Linked DNA regions of Mus musculus: region 1 is linked to region 2. Evidence: chromatin contacts called from public Hi-C data. All regions are on one chromosome and are shown on one strand. The core of a region is the stretch at or near the end of the contact, and the rest is flanking DNA. Distances in the headings are between cores, read along the strand shown. Region 1 has its middle 13 kb from the start of Gm34325. Region 2 holds the start of Slc28a2b (solute carrier family 28 member 2b).

Evidence for each region. Hi-C and Micro-C count contacts between places; a contact is called where the count stands out from the background.
Region 1: a contact with region 2 is called in a Hi-C map of bone marrow-derived macrophages, with 35 read pairs. The contact joins the enhancer-like site here to the promoter of Slc28a2b in region 2. A contact is called at or near these places in 1 of 484 Hi-C or Micro-C datasets (bone marrow-derived macrophages), 1 of 115 datasets of contacts at active chromatin or transcription factors (CD8 T cells) and 2 of 9 other capture datasets (adipose tissue and macrophages).

The regions. Positions count from the first base shown.
Region 1 is chr2:122,553,303-122,560,023 of GRCm38.p6, reverse strand. No RefSeq gene overlaps it. Among named protein-coding and RNA genes, the nearest start is that of Gm34325, 13 kb to the left of the region's middle. Within about 2 kb of position 1,508, at least 2 of the 459 cell types and tissues checked have an H3K27ac peak or open chromatin away from gene starts, as enhancers often do. A contact at or near this core is called in bone marrow-derived macrophages, where this site is marked.
Region 2 is chr2:122,480,482-122,487,345 of GRCm38.p6, reverse strand. It overlaps Slc28a2b (solute carrier family 28 member 2b), which reads right to left and starts at 2,405. Exons shown (of 18, transcript NM_001085518.1): 1 at 1,256-2,405; 2 at 606-702; 3 at 411-502. The coding sequence starts at 686.

The DNA.
Region 1 (6,721 bases), core at 259-2,758, 74 kb before region 2:
GGTTTTGTGTCTTTTATCTGGGAACTAATGGGTAGAAACTCTCAATTAATATTAAATATTTACCACAACAAATTGGAGAAAGGAGAGAAGACATCTATGTTTCATATTGACTTTCACAGAATTTTCACTGTGAATACAGCAACCCTGCCCACCACTGTGACTTGTATTTTTATCTCAGACACTTTTATCCATTCAGAGGTTTCTAGTGCCCCATCACTTGCGCTTCCCTCACTGATGGTTTACTGGTTACCATTCTGTTGGGAACTAAAAAGGGGGCCCTGGGGAAGTGGGGGAAGGGAGAAAGACCCACGCCCCTCCAGAGTTCCACCTATTCTCTGGTCAGTCAGGCATGGGAGGACTGCCATACATCTTCTGCTCATTCCTGGGTGGGCATCCTCTAGCCCATTCTTCGGGGGGTGGCTAAGGGACAGCCCTACCTGGGATTCCCAGAGCTACCTTGCTAAAGTCCCAAAGTTATAGGAGAGAGGTATGAGGGAAGAGGTTCCCAACATCTGCGAGTGTGCGCACAGTGGATCTTGATGAGAAGAGACTCTCTATGGTTTTAGAGCTTTATTATAGAAATTCAGGGGAAAAAAGAGAAGGGAGGGGGCTAGAGAGGAAGAGAGAGGGGGGAGCAGAGGAGAGGAGAGGAGAGGAGAGGAGAGGAGAGGAGAGGAGAGGAGAGGAGAGGAGAGGAGAGGAGAGGAGAGGAGAGGAGAAGACAAAGAGAGAGGAAAGAGGAGAGAGGAGTGAGAGAAGTGAGAGGTAAGAAAACAAAGGGGTGAGAGACAAGTAAGAGAGCAAGGTGGGGCTGAGCAGCCCTTTTTATGGTCTTCACTGTTGCTAGGTAACTGGGGAGGAGTTTAGCCTGAAGGTCAGAAGCTTGAGCCATTGCCTACGTGACTTCTAGCCATACTTCTCTTGTGTGTTTGGGGGTTGGGGGGAGGCAACTTAGGCAGGGGCCAGAGTTCCAGGAGCATAAGGGAACGCCTACTGTGTCACATAGGTGAATTATCACTATTTCCGGGGTTCAGACCTCAGCTCAACTGGAGGCCAGCCTGTCTGTGCAGAGCCCAATGCCCCACACCACTCCACTAAGTCAGATTCCACTCTTGCATCTGCTCCATGGCTTTCAGAAGGTGGTCGCTGTTTTCATTTTGCCCAGTGTCTTTGTCCTTGTGTGTTTGTACAGTTTGACATAATTGTCATTTTAGAGGGTGTGGGACAGGCAGCAGAAACAAAAAGATGTTCATTCAATCACATCTAACTAGGATACCTGCAACGTCTAGTTCTGTTATTTAAAATGCACTTTAAGCAAGGAAGGAGTAGATGAATAACTGACCATGATATTGAGGTGTTACATCCTGGGAAGTTTATGGGAAGAAAAGGAAGAGTCTGTCTAGGAGACGCTTCACTGAAGAGATAAACTCTTAACAAGTAAGCTTGAAGGCTTCTGTCCCTCCCTCCCTCTCCTCCCTTCAGTACTGGCACACTAGGGGGTGCTGCCTACCAAGAAGTCTCAGCGGCACCCCACTGAGCCTCTCCTGTTAGTTCTTTCAGAACCCAATGAGCTGCTTCCCAGAACTCCAGCCTTCAATTTCCCACTTGATAGCCCTGCAGGCAGAGCAAGGGGACAAACTTCATCAGTCAATGGTGTAGGCCAGTCCTCTATTCTGCTAGAAAACCTAGCTATCAGTAAGAGAGATGGATGCACTTCCAAATTGGTTACTTCTTTCGAAATCCTTTCTCAGCCCAAGGGACAGTAGCTGCCCTATTCCTCTGCTGTTCCTGTATTCTGTTACCCCTAATGGTTTTCTTCATTTTACCATAGTATAATTCTTTTTCAAACCATTTAAGATTTTTTTTATTATAAAACTTTCCAGGCAAATGCAAAAGGGGGGAGTCCAGGTGCCCAGCTCCCAGTTTCTCTCTGTGCATTAGTTTTATCCTGTCTACTCTTTCATGTCATATGGCTAGAGAATTTTAAATCAAACTCAGAGATCATGTCACATATGTCACCTCTAAATAATTCAATGTGCATCTCAAAAGAAATATGTGAATAAGCAGAGTGTGATGGCACTCAGCTGTACTCCAAGCACTTGGGAAGCCAATGCCGAAGGACCACTAGATCAACGTCAACTTTCACAATGAGACCTCATCTCAAAACAAGAAAAAGAGAACTATGCAAATAGGTTTTTTTGCATAATCACAATGCCATATCTTGTCCTTAATTCCTTAATGTCATTCAATATCCAAAATGCTAATTTCTTCTATTACCTAAGAAAAAACTGTAATTATCCTGTAGAGTCAAAATTAATAACAAAAAGTTACTCATTTAACTTAGTTACATCTCTTGAGATTCTTTTAAGTCTTGGAAGTTTTGTGCATCTCTCAGTCTAGTGCAGTATCACCCCCCCCCCCATTTTACTTCTGTTTGAATTGATTTATTGATAGAGTGAGAGTCCAACACCAAGACCCTCTTCTGGTATTAGAGATGTTACTTTATTCATCTGTTTTATCTTATACATGCAATATTTGCACTAGAGGTAAAAATAATTTTTTTAAAAAGTATTTTATGTGTATGAATATTTTGCCTGCATATATGTCTGTGCACCACAGCATGTCTGTGCTTACGATCCCCTAGGACTGGAGGTACAGAGAAGATTGTCTCCCCTCAGCCCTCCTTCATGTAACATGTGGGTGCTGGGAATCATACCTGAGTCCTCTGGAAAGGTAACAAGTGTTCTTAAACATTAAACCAACTCTCCAGACCCTTCTGATTATGATTCTCAAGATCTCCCTGGGTAGGGAGATGTCTCAGTGGATAGTGTTTGGTGTTCAAACATGAGGACCTAAGTTCAGATCCCTAGGACCCATGTAAAAGATGGGTGTGATTATGAGCATAAACAATCTAGTTTCTTCACTAGCCAGCCAGAATCCAGGGGAAAATGGGAACACTAGGTTCAGTGAGAGGTCCTTTCTAGAGGAAATGAGGCAGAGAGATTGAGCGGGACACCTGAGCTCCTTTTGCCTCTGCACATATCTAGGCATGCATAATTGTACATCCATGCACACACACACACACACACACACACACACACACACACACACAAATTCCTTCTAGGTAGTGCTGTACTTTCTATGCACCGATAATGGTACACATAATGTTAATTGTTTTAGTTCTTGTGGCTCTAAGATTGATCTTTGAAGCGAGATATGGTGGTGCATACATATAAAGGAAGATCTTGTGCTTCAGGCCAGCATGAGCTACACAGGAAACCTTGTTTCAAACAATCCAAAGCCAATTTATTTTTAACTAATTTCAGGCTTAAGGAAATGTTACAGAAACAACTTATCATTTCCTCATAGCTTTGTCTAATGCTAGCATCTTATATAAGTATCACCATCAAGAACAAGAGGTCAACCGCAGTATAATGCTATTATCTAGAGCACAAAACTTATTTGAATATTAGGATATTTCCACTTCCATTTGTTTTTGTTCTAGGAGTTTATACATTAAATTTAGTTTCATTTTGCTTCATCAAGAATATTTTTTTTTTAGTGGTAGGACAAAATACCAGACAGAAGCAACTTAAGGGAAGGGCCATTCATTTTTTACTATGCTTAATTCCCAAAGAATATTTTGTATGTTTTGAAACAATTTAATATTCAACATTAGGTATAGGATCCTCAGTTATGGATAGTATTCAATATTCATTAATGATATTTTTAGGATATGAAAAGATATGAATATAAAAGTTGAACAAATGTTTATGCATTATTTGATTCTCAAAATAATATTATTAATGTTTGGTATATAAAATACATTTAAATAATAAAAATTTATGAAAGGAAAAAAAAGAATATATTTTTAGTGGTAGGACAAAATACCAGACAGAAGTGACTTAGGGGAAGGGCCACTTGTTTTAACCAGTCTCAGGATGAGAAAAGTACAGCAGTGATCACAGCAGTGAGGACAGCCCTGTCCACTGCAGCGGGAGAGAAGGCAACTTGCTCATAACTTAGTGATTGGCCAGCGAGCTCAGGCTGAAACTGGAGCCAGATCTGATCCTCTCCTGGGCCATCTAGACCCCATGTCCAGAAGGTTCCACAACCTTCTGAAATATCACTACCAGCTAGAAACAAGTGTTTATTTAAAATAAGCCCACAGGAGACATTTCACACTCAAACCATAGGATCCTAACCCTGGGCCCCAACAGGCTCATTGCCATCTCATGGTGAAAATGCATTCAAATCCAATTCCAAAGTCTTTAAGGTCTTAAAGCTCCAACACTGTCTAGAAGCCCAAAGTCTTTTCTGAGATGCGAAGCAATCTCTTTACGTTGAGTACCTGTAAAGTCGGGAACGAAATTACGTAATTCCAACATAAAATGGCACAGAATAAACATTCCCATTCCCAAAGGAAAGAGTAGAGAAATAACAGATAACCGCCGACCAGAGACTGAAACCTAGTGTGGGAAACTCCAAACCCTGCATTGTCCACCATCCAGGACTCTGGTGACCTCATCTGGAGTCCAGTGGGTGTGGGTAGCCCTTGAACCTTGGTAAAGGCCTCCATAAAGGCTGTACCAACTCTTGTATCTCGCATGCCTAAAAACCCAGTACCACATGAACAGTAACATCAAGTTTTGCAGCTAGCACAGATCTACCCTGGCCTCTCTCACCACAACTATAGTGACCTGTGTAGTTGGTAGCCAAATCTAGGGACAAACTTTCCTCAGAAGCTGTTTTGAATTAGGAAACCCTTGCATGAATACTCTTTGTTTAAGCATTCTTTTTCACGTGAATCTCCATTTTCATACCCTAAAGCCTTTGGTTGGGTAGGCCTTTGCCCTCAGCAGGCCTTTCCTAGTGTCTCAATGCAGAGAGTAAGGCTTCTCCTTAACCCTGCTTATTCCTTTAACTACTGTGGCTCCTTTGTCGTGAGAACTTTGCTCACAACTTTAACTGGGCTCAAATATCTTTCTTGGCTAAATTTCTCTTTTTACATATTTCTGTTCTTTCTCACCATAAACTTGGCTAAAAGACAAGAGTAAAAAAGCCATCAGACTCAGACAGGAGTATAGATAAATCAGTGAAAGCTGTTCAGGGAATTAAAGTCAGGAAAGGTTAGCTGAGTCCAGAAAAGTTGTAAACAGTAATGCCAGCCAGTGGGGTCTCCAGGGAGAGAGTGAGGATTGAAAAGAAAAAGACAATTAGACAACATTATAACAGCCAGTTCTGAGGCTGAAGAGGGTTTATCCTTTTCCAGTCTGCTTTTATATCATTCTAGATACATACAAACAATATGGCCAGTCCTAAGTTATAAACAAAGTAGTCAAGAAACAAACAAAGCATAAACTGAGTAGTTAAGGAACAAAGCATAAACAAAGGTCCCATAATTACTGTATTCAGGGTCTTAACAAGACCCATCAAGATACAAAGAACACCACATTTTCTGTATCCATTCCTCTGTTGAGGGACACCTGGGTTGTTTCCAGCTTCTAGATATTATAAATAAGGCTGCTATGAACATAGTGGAACATGTATCCTTATTACATGCTGGAGCATCTTCTAGGTATATGCCCAGTAGTGGTATAGCTGGGTCCTCCAGTAGTACTATGTCCAATTTAGTGAGGAACTGCCAGACTGATTTCCAGAGGGGTGGTATCAGCTTGCAATCCCATCAGCAATGGAGGAGTGTTCCTCTTTCTCTATATCCTTGCCAACATCTGCTGGCACCTGAGTTTGTGATCTTAGCCATTCTGATTGGTGTGAGGTGGAATCTCAGGGTTGTTTTGATTTGCATTTCCCTGATGACTAAGGATATTGAACATTTCTTTAGGTGCTTCTCAATCATTTGAGTTTCCTCTGTTTAGTTTGTGTTTCCATGATCTGTTCATTGAGGAGAGTGGGTGTGTTGAAAATTCCCACTATTATTGTGTGGGGTTCAATGTGTGTTTTCAACTTTAGTAAAGTTTCTTTTATCAGTGTGGGTACCCTTGCACTTGGAGCATAGATGTGAAAAATTGAGAATTCTTCTTGGTAGATTTTTCCTTTGATGAGTATGAAGTGTCCTTCCTTATCCTTTTTGATAACTTTGAATGTCAATATCAGAATAGCTACTCCAGCTTGTTTCTTGGGACCGTTTGCTTAGAAAATTGTTTTCCAGCTCTTTACTCTGAGGTATTATCTGTCTTTGACACTCAGGTGCATTTCCTGTATGCAGCAAAATGCTGGGTCCTGTTTACATATCCAGTCTCTTAGTCTATGTCTTTTTATTGGGGAATTGAGGCCACTGATGTTAATAGATATTAAGGAATAGTGGTTGTTGCTTCCCATTATTTTTGATGTTATTTTTATGTTTGTGTGGTTATCTTCTTTGGGGTCTGTTGAAAGAAGATTACTTTCTTGCTTATTCTAGGGTATAGTTTCCCTCCTTGTGTTGGGGTTTTCCATTTATTATCCTTTGTAGGGCTGGGATTATCAAAGATAATGTGTAAATTTGGTTTTGTTATGTAATATCTTGGATTCTCCATCTATGGTAATTGAGAGTTTTGTTGGGTATTGTAGTCTGGGCTGGCATTTGTGTTCTCTTAGGGTCTGTATGAGATCTGCCCAGGATCTTCTAGTTTTCATAGTCTCTTGTGAGAAGTCTGGTATAATTCTCATAGGTCTGCCTTTATATGTTATTTGACATTTTTCCCTTACTACTTTTAAT
Region 2 (6,864 bases), core at 1,156-3,655:
ATTCCTGGGCCAAGTTCAGCTATGGCTCTAAGCAGACTGACCATAGAATTTACATTATTAACTGTTAAACTGCTAACAAAAGGACGACATTTTGTGTCTACAAAAATGTACTCTGTTCATCAAAGTAGTGCTCAATCAATGTTATCCATTGAATGTTGTTGCCTTTGCTATTCTTTTCTTAGTGTTGCCCCGGCAGGCACTGATGGGATTGTCTAAGTCATGGGCTGACATTCAGTTAATTCTATAAAATACACATGCTTATGTAGTAACATGCAGTGATCCTGGTCCTGACTGTGAGTTAAGCAATCTAAGAATGAGTAGCTTTGATCTGTTCTCAGGCACTTTTCTTCCCTGCCCCCCACCCACAGGTTCTTGGTTGATAACTAAGCTGGAATCCAGAGCACCCTTACCTCCAGAGAGAGGAATGACCCAAGCCATCCTCCAGGCTGAGTCCCTGTGTCACTTCCTCTAGTGTGTTTCTTTGCGCAAGATTTCCACCTTCCTACAAGCACAGGTAAATATGAGATAAGCCATGCAGTCCTCTCAGGGGATCTAGAGACTGAGAAAGCAACCAGAGCCACACAGCAGCCACCATACTGAATTACCATGAGCTCGAGACCTGGGTTCTCCATGCCATTCTCCACTCTGGCCTGGGAAACAGACTTTCTTCCCTCTGACTTCTCCATCTCCTGTTATCACCTGCTGAAAAACAAAACTCAAGGCTAACACTGGCTGATTTGTCATTCAGTAATGTGGGGCAAAGGAGAAGTTTTATGGACATATCCTCTCAGAAAACACAAAACTGGCCTCTCTAAGAAGTCTTATGCTTCCATTAAGAATAAGAAGTAGAAAGATTATGAAGAGATTAATATGATATATAACAAAAGGCAGAATTTGATTTCTTGTTGTAAATGATTATGGGAAAGAGGCAATATGACAGACAAGAAGTCTGGGAGGAACTTTAATGAATCATTGGGCCTCCCAGAGCCCCAGGACCTGGGTTGAAATATAACCCACTTACTCTCTCAAACCAAGGGTCATATAGCATTGTTCTTTATCTTTTTTCTACAGCAGGCCCCACTGAGCTATGCAGAAAAGATTGAGAGAGAAAATGATAGCTGATGAAGTGCTGGGTGCCCAGCATTGCTGGGGGGTTGGGGAAAACAACAGATCAACAGATTGTTTAGATAAGGTTCTCCAAGGAAAAGAACACATAGAGTGTGTATCTAAGAGAGGGCTTCCAAGAATGACTTACAGTGTGCTGGATGGGTCCACACAGCCCAGTCCAACAATGGCTGGAACCTGGGAGTTGTTCAGGTTACAAAGTCAGAAGCCTCAGCACTTCCAAACCTGGTGCTTTGAAGACTCCTGGAGAGCTACCGATCTTCAATGTCCACTGGATCCCGGAGACACTGGAGTCTGATGTCAGTGAGGATGCACAGCTGCAGCAAGGATTAACACCCTCACCAGCAGCAGGAAGTGAAGCAGGCCAGCAAACAGCAGAGTTTCCCCCAGAAGACTTCTTTTATGTAGGTGGTTACCACTGAGAAGGGCTACCCACTCTAGGGGAGGAGCTTCTTCAAAACGTGTTTCTGACTTGAGACCAATGCTATATAGTTATCTCACTACCAGTGAAAATGCACTGTATTTTCCTCAGAAAATTGGCAAGGTCCCTGGAGGAATGTGGTCTTTTATTGTCCTATGCCTTAACTATGACAAGATAAATTTAAGAACATTTAACGACTGATAGCATCTCAGTCATTACATTACTGGATAAAGGAACACAAAAGGAATAAAAATACAGATATTTTCTTAATAAATGCATCTATCTACTCAAACATAGTCTGAACACAATTGGGACAGAAACATTCTTGGCACTAACAATCCCCATTTCTATAACAGATTTCGTAGCCTTACCTGGAGTTATAACTATCTTCTACACCGATTCCTTAGTCCCTCCACCCTCAGCAAGCACATCGGGCATTCTTGGTCCTTTACTTGGAGAAGTGACCAATGCCTTCACTCTTGAAGGGTCTGGGTTATGTATCATCCTACCTGGGTTGAGTTGTTGTAGTTTCCCTTGGCTTTAATCACAGTGCAGATCTCTTGTGTTTGATATGATGTTCCTTACCTCCATTGTAGGGAAAGAGTTCAATTTCATTTGGTCTGGGTCAACCACCCCTCCTAACTCTATGGTTGCTTCCAATGTGGATAGAGAGTAGTCTTAGCTTCCAGTTCAGTGGGATATCTCCAGACCAAAGCACCCCCACTTCTGGGGTCAAAACTTCTAGGCCAACAGAGCATAAGCTTTTGGGTCATAAAGCAAAAGTTTAGCTGGTGGCTCAATGGCGATGCTGATGAGGTACCTTTTCCATTTCCACATCTCCATCCTGGACCTGTGAAGCCTGAGTAATGGGAGAAACCATATATTGGGCACTGATTTGATCACAATGGACCTTCTAGAAACCTCAGAATTCCAGCCTGCTGCCAGCTTGCTAGCTATATAACTGCATCTTTTTTCAAGGTAGAACCAGAGATATGTTCTTATTAACATAAATCAATTACAGAGGATGGAAGTTATTATATTTTCATGTGTGCATAATGAACTTTGATCCTATTCAGCCCTACTATCCTCTTCTGTCTCCTTCTACTCCCAACAATGCTCCTTCTCTTCCAAACTAGCCACTCCTCTACTTCTAGGTCTCAATTTTGTTTTCTTTTAACAACCCAGAGAATTTCATTAAGGTTTCTTTACAGGGTCATGAGCTCCTTGCCAACATTTATACCTGAAGAAGAGTTGTCTCCTTTCCCTATCATCCACCAACTACCATAAATAAACCCTCAGAAAGGGGTGTGATCAACAAGTATCTCTTGTTCCCTATATAGAATATTGACCGTACAGGACTAATGTTATACTCGTCTGGCATATGTAATCATAGCTATGGTGAGTCAAAGAGTGCAGCAGTCATATCTTTCCCAGAAGTCATCACCCGACCAGCATCACCAACATCACCAACACCCTTCCTCCATCTCAGAGATTCTTCCCACCCTCTTTCTGTGATACTCACTGAGTCTTGTATGTGACTTAATAGATGTCTCATTTATTGCTGGACAATAAATAAGTGGTCACTTGTTTTGAGTACATTGAGCAGTTGTATCTCTTCAGACACCACTGACCAGTGTGGAAAGAAATCTCGCTGACCCAAGCAGATAACTCCTATCCCCTGAACATAAACAGTTATTAGGACTCAGCTTAATGGGAACATCATGTCCATCTAGCACAGCAACTGCAGTACTTCCCTATTGGGAAACATAACCTCCCAACCACAGGCCTTTAACTGTGAATTCCTTCCTGGTGGTTGACACAAAACCTAACCCCAACCACTATTGTACTGGTGGGTTTATCTTATCTAGTCTGTCAGTATTGTTGTGCACAGGGTCCACAGCTAAGTAAGAGTGTGAATAACAATTCTCCCCCAACAGCCTGCATAGCACCTTCTGGCTTTGGGAGAGATAGCCAACAAGGAAGAGATTTCCAGCAAAGTACTAGCTTGGTTTTCTATGTCTTGTGATCAAAAGATGGGGCATCTTCAGCAATCTGGTTTTGCTACCTAGTCCTGGTGAGCAAACAGTAGCAGAGACAGGTCTTGCCCCCTCCCGTGAGACTCCCTAACCAACAACCCTCGAGGAAGAATCTCATCCCTGACACAGGTTTTCATTAAACAACCCAAGACTCGGAGTTACTTAACAACTTTTTCTACCTACTGGAGGTTCGTCTATTTAAACTGTTTACTTTATGTTTGTTTCCTATCAGGACTCATGTTTCCATGTGGTGTTTTCAAGCATCCTTAGTTTGTGTTGACTCCTCTCCTCTGTGTCCTGGCCACACCTCCTACACCTCACACTCCCATCATTCCCCTTTCCATCACAGACATTCTACTTCCACTAAAGATTACCTTTTCCCCTTTATCATGTGATCCTTTTTACTTTCCTGGGATCTACACTGTTACTTCCACATAAATGTACATATATAAATGTTGGAAGACAGGATCCACCTTGAGGGAGAACTGAGAACCTCAGTATAGTTTCTGTTCCTATTCATTTTCCTGCACTGTATCTATGTCTTTAAAAAAAGCCATTTTGCTGGTTGGTGGTGGCACATGCCTTTAATCCCAGCACTTTTGGGAGGCAGAGGCAGGCAGATTTCTGAGTCAAGGCCAGCCTGGTCTACAAAGTGAGTTCCAGGACAGCCAGGGCTACACAGAGAAACCCTGTCTCAAAAACAAACAAACAAACAAAACAAAAAACAAATGAACAAAAAAAAAAGCCATCCTACCATTTATTCAAATCAGTTGCTTCAAGCTGATGGAGAACATGGTGGTTTGAATGAGAAATGTTCCTCATAGGTTTGTGCATTTCAAAAAGGACCAACAGCTGGTGGTGCAGTTTGGAGAGATCATAGAATGTCTAGGTTCAGCCTTACTGAAGGAAGTACATCTCAAGGCTGGTATTTGAGGGCTTACAGCCTCACCCAATTTCCTGCTTCTCTCTGCTTCCTGTGTGTGATTGCTATGTGAGCTCCCAGCTCCCTGTTCCTGCTGCCATGCCTGTCTGATACCATGCCAACCCTGCCATTCTGGATGTAGCTCTCTACAACCATAGTAAAAATAAACTTTATTTCTTTTAAGTTACTTCTGGTCATGGTATTTCATCACAGCAATAGAAGTGTAACTAATAACCCCATCATTGTACTTCTTTATGTATATGAAGTGAGTTCTTTGGTCAGAAACAATATGTGGAATACTACAAAAGCTCTTATTAATCCAAAAAATTGTACTTTGTCTGAATCATTGACCTTCAGGAAAGGCAAATCCATCACCAGAAGAAGTATCTCTTAAAGTGGGAACAAATCACTGCCATTCTTTACTATAGAAGTGAACTGATACAGTCCACCTATCACCTAGCTTCTAGCAGCTCATACTGCAGCATGTCATGATATCAGGACACAGAGTTACAGCCTTGGTAATAAGGAGTTCATGCTGTTGAACTTATGTGCACCATGGCAAGTATGTTCATGTGCCCCATGAGCCAATAATAGAGGAGTAGGAGATGAATTAGCACTCACAGAACAATCTATATATTTGGCTATTAAAATCCTCTGCTGATGTTAGGTTTGGTGAGCAACTATATAAGACACAAATATCTTAATATTTTGGTGGTCTCCCCACATCCTTCTTTGCCATGCACTCCAGTCAAGTCTGCTTGACAAGCTGAAAAGTCTGGAAGCACTCATGAGAAAGAGTTTCATGGAAACTCGCCTCCTGGAGCTTTGGCGTTCTCATTTACCCATACTCATACCCTATTCCCGAGTTAGTCTGGTGTATGGAACTATGAGCTCTCTTTTAGTGTTTTATTATAATTGCTTTTAAAGATTAAATTCTGATATAGTTAAGTCTCCCCAGTGTTCCAAGATCCCAGAATTGAGGAGCTTGGAATCTGGCAGGAATGCAGTAAGGAAGTTACCTATTCAGTAACTAAGTAAGCATTACAAAAGACAGAGTCAGTAGATCAGAGCTGGTCTGCAAAATATTTACTAAGGACAGTAGCAAATCTCACCCAAACAAGGGAATACCATAATAGAGCTAGGTAATCCCACTGAGACAGAGATCTTCTCTACCGCTAGGTATAGCAAGCTTCATATTAGAAGCAAGTTGGTAAATTCTTCTGTAGACCCAGGAAATAGGAGGGTTGGGGTATTGCAGTATTCATGATAAGGTCTGCTAGTGCAGAACCCCTGGTGGTGGGTTTAACAATAGACTAGTTTACACCTGGCTCCCATCTTTGTGGCAGCAGCCTGGTCCCTGCCTTCTTTTGATGTATACATTCTTTTTGTATTGCATCACTGTAACTTGGTGGATTGTATTTTGCCTGGTTTCTTGTTATTTCTTCGGTATAAAAAGTTTGATGCTCGACCTGAAAAAAGACATTCAGATTCTACACAATCTCACATGTTGGTCTGTCTGTCACCCACTGACGCCTTGCCCACCTGCCCCAGAGACTCGTTCCACAAAGACAAAGGGACCCAGAGGGTCTGCGGCACTCCTTCCCTAAATGTTGTTTACTCCAATTTTACAATCATATGTCCAAGCCTCTGACTATCCAGACAAATCATTGCCTGTAACTGTATATAAACATCAGTATATAATACCACATCTGATCATTTTTATTCCAAGCAAATTGCATGATCATGGCCAGATATCCTTCCCAAAATGCTGCCCACTGTGAAAATTTCCCTTCCCCACTGTCCTTCATATCTGCTCCAGAATGGGATAGTGATGCTACAGATATACACTTCTTGGTGTTTTTGAGGTTGCTCTAAACATTAGCATGCAGTACAATGTAGCCTTAAACTCATGGTGATACTCCTGCATTAGCCTCTTGAAAACTGAGGTTACAGGTATGTGCCACTGAAAATGCAATTTTTAAAAATATTTTATATTCAATAAATTTTATTTGCAGTTTCAGGATTAAGCAAAGATTCACTCCTAAGAGTAAGTGTTCTTGCTACATGTTTGCTTTTTCTGATGTTGGGGATCAAAGCGAGGGTCTTGAGCACACTAAGTGCATGTTCCATCACTGGTCCACATCCCTGGCTCTGAATAATCCTTTCAGATTGCCATTTTGCTTTTTTAAAAAATTAATTAATTAGTTAACTAATTAATCAATTAGTTAAATATCCTTGTTTGCTCTCTATTGCTGAAGTGACCAAGAGCAGTGGAGGAGGAAAGGGCTCACTTCAGATTTCAGCTTACAGAGTGCCATGAAGGGAAGAGAGGACTGAACCCAGAAGGAGAAACTGAAACA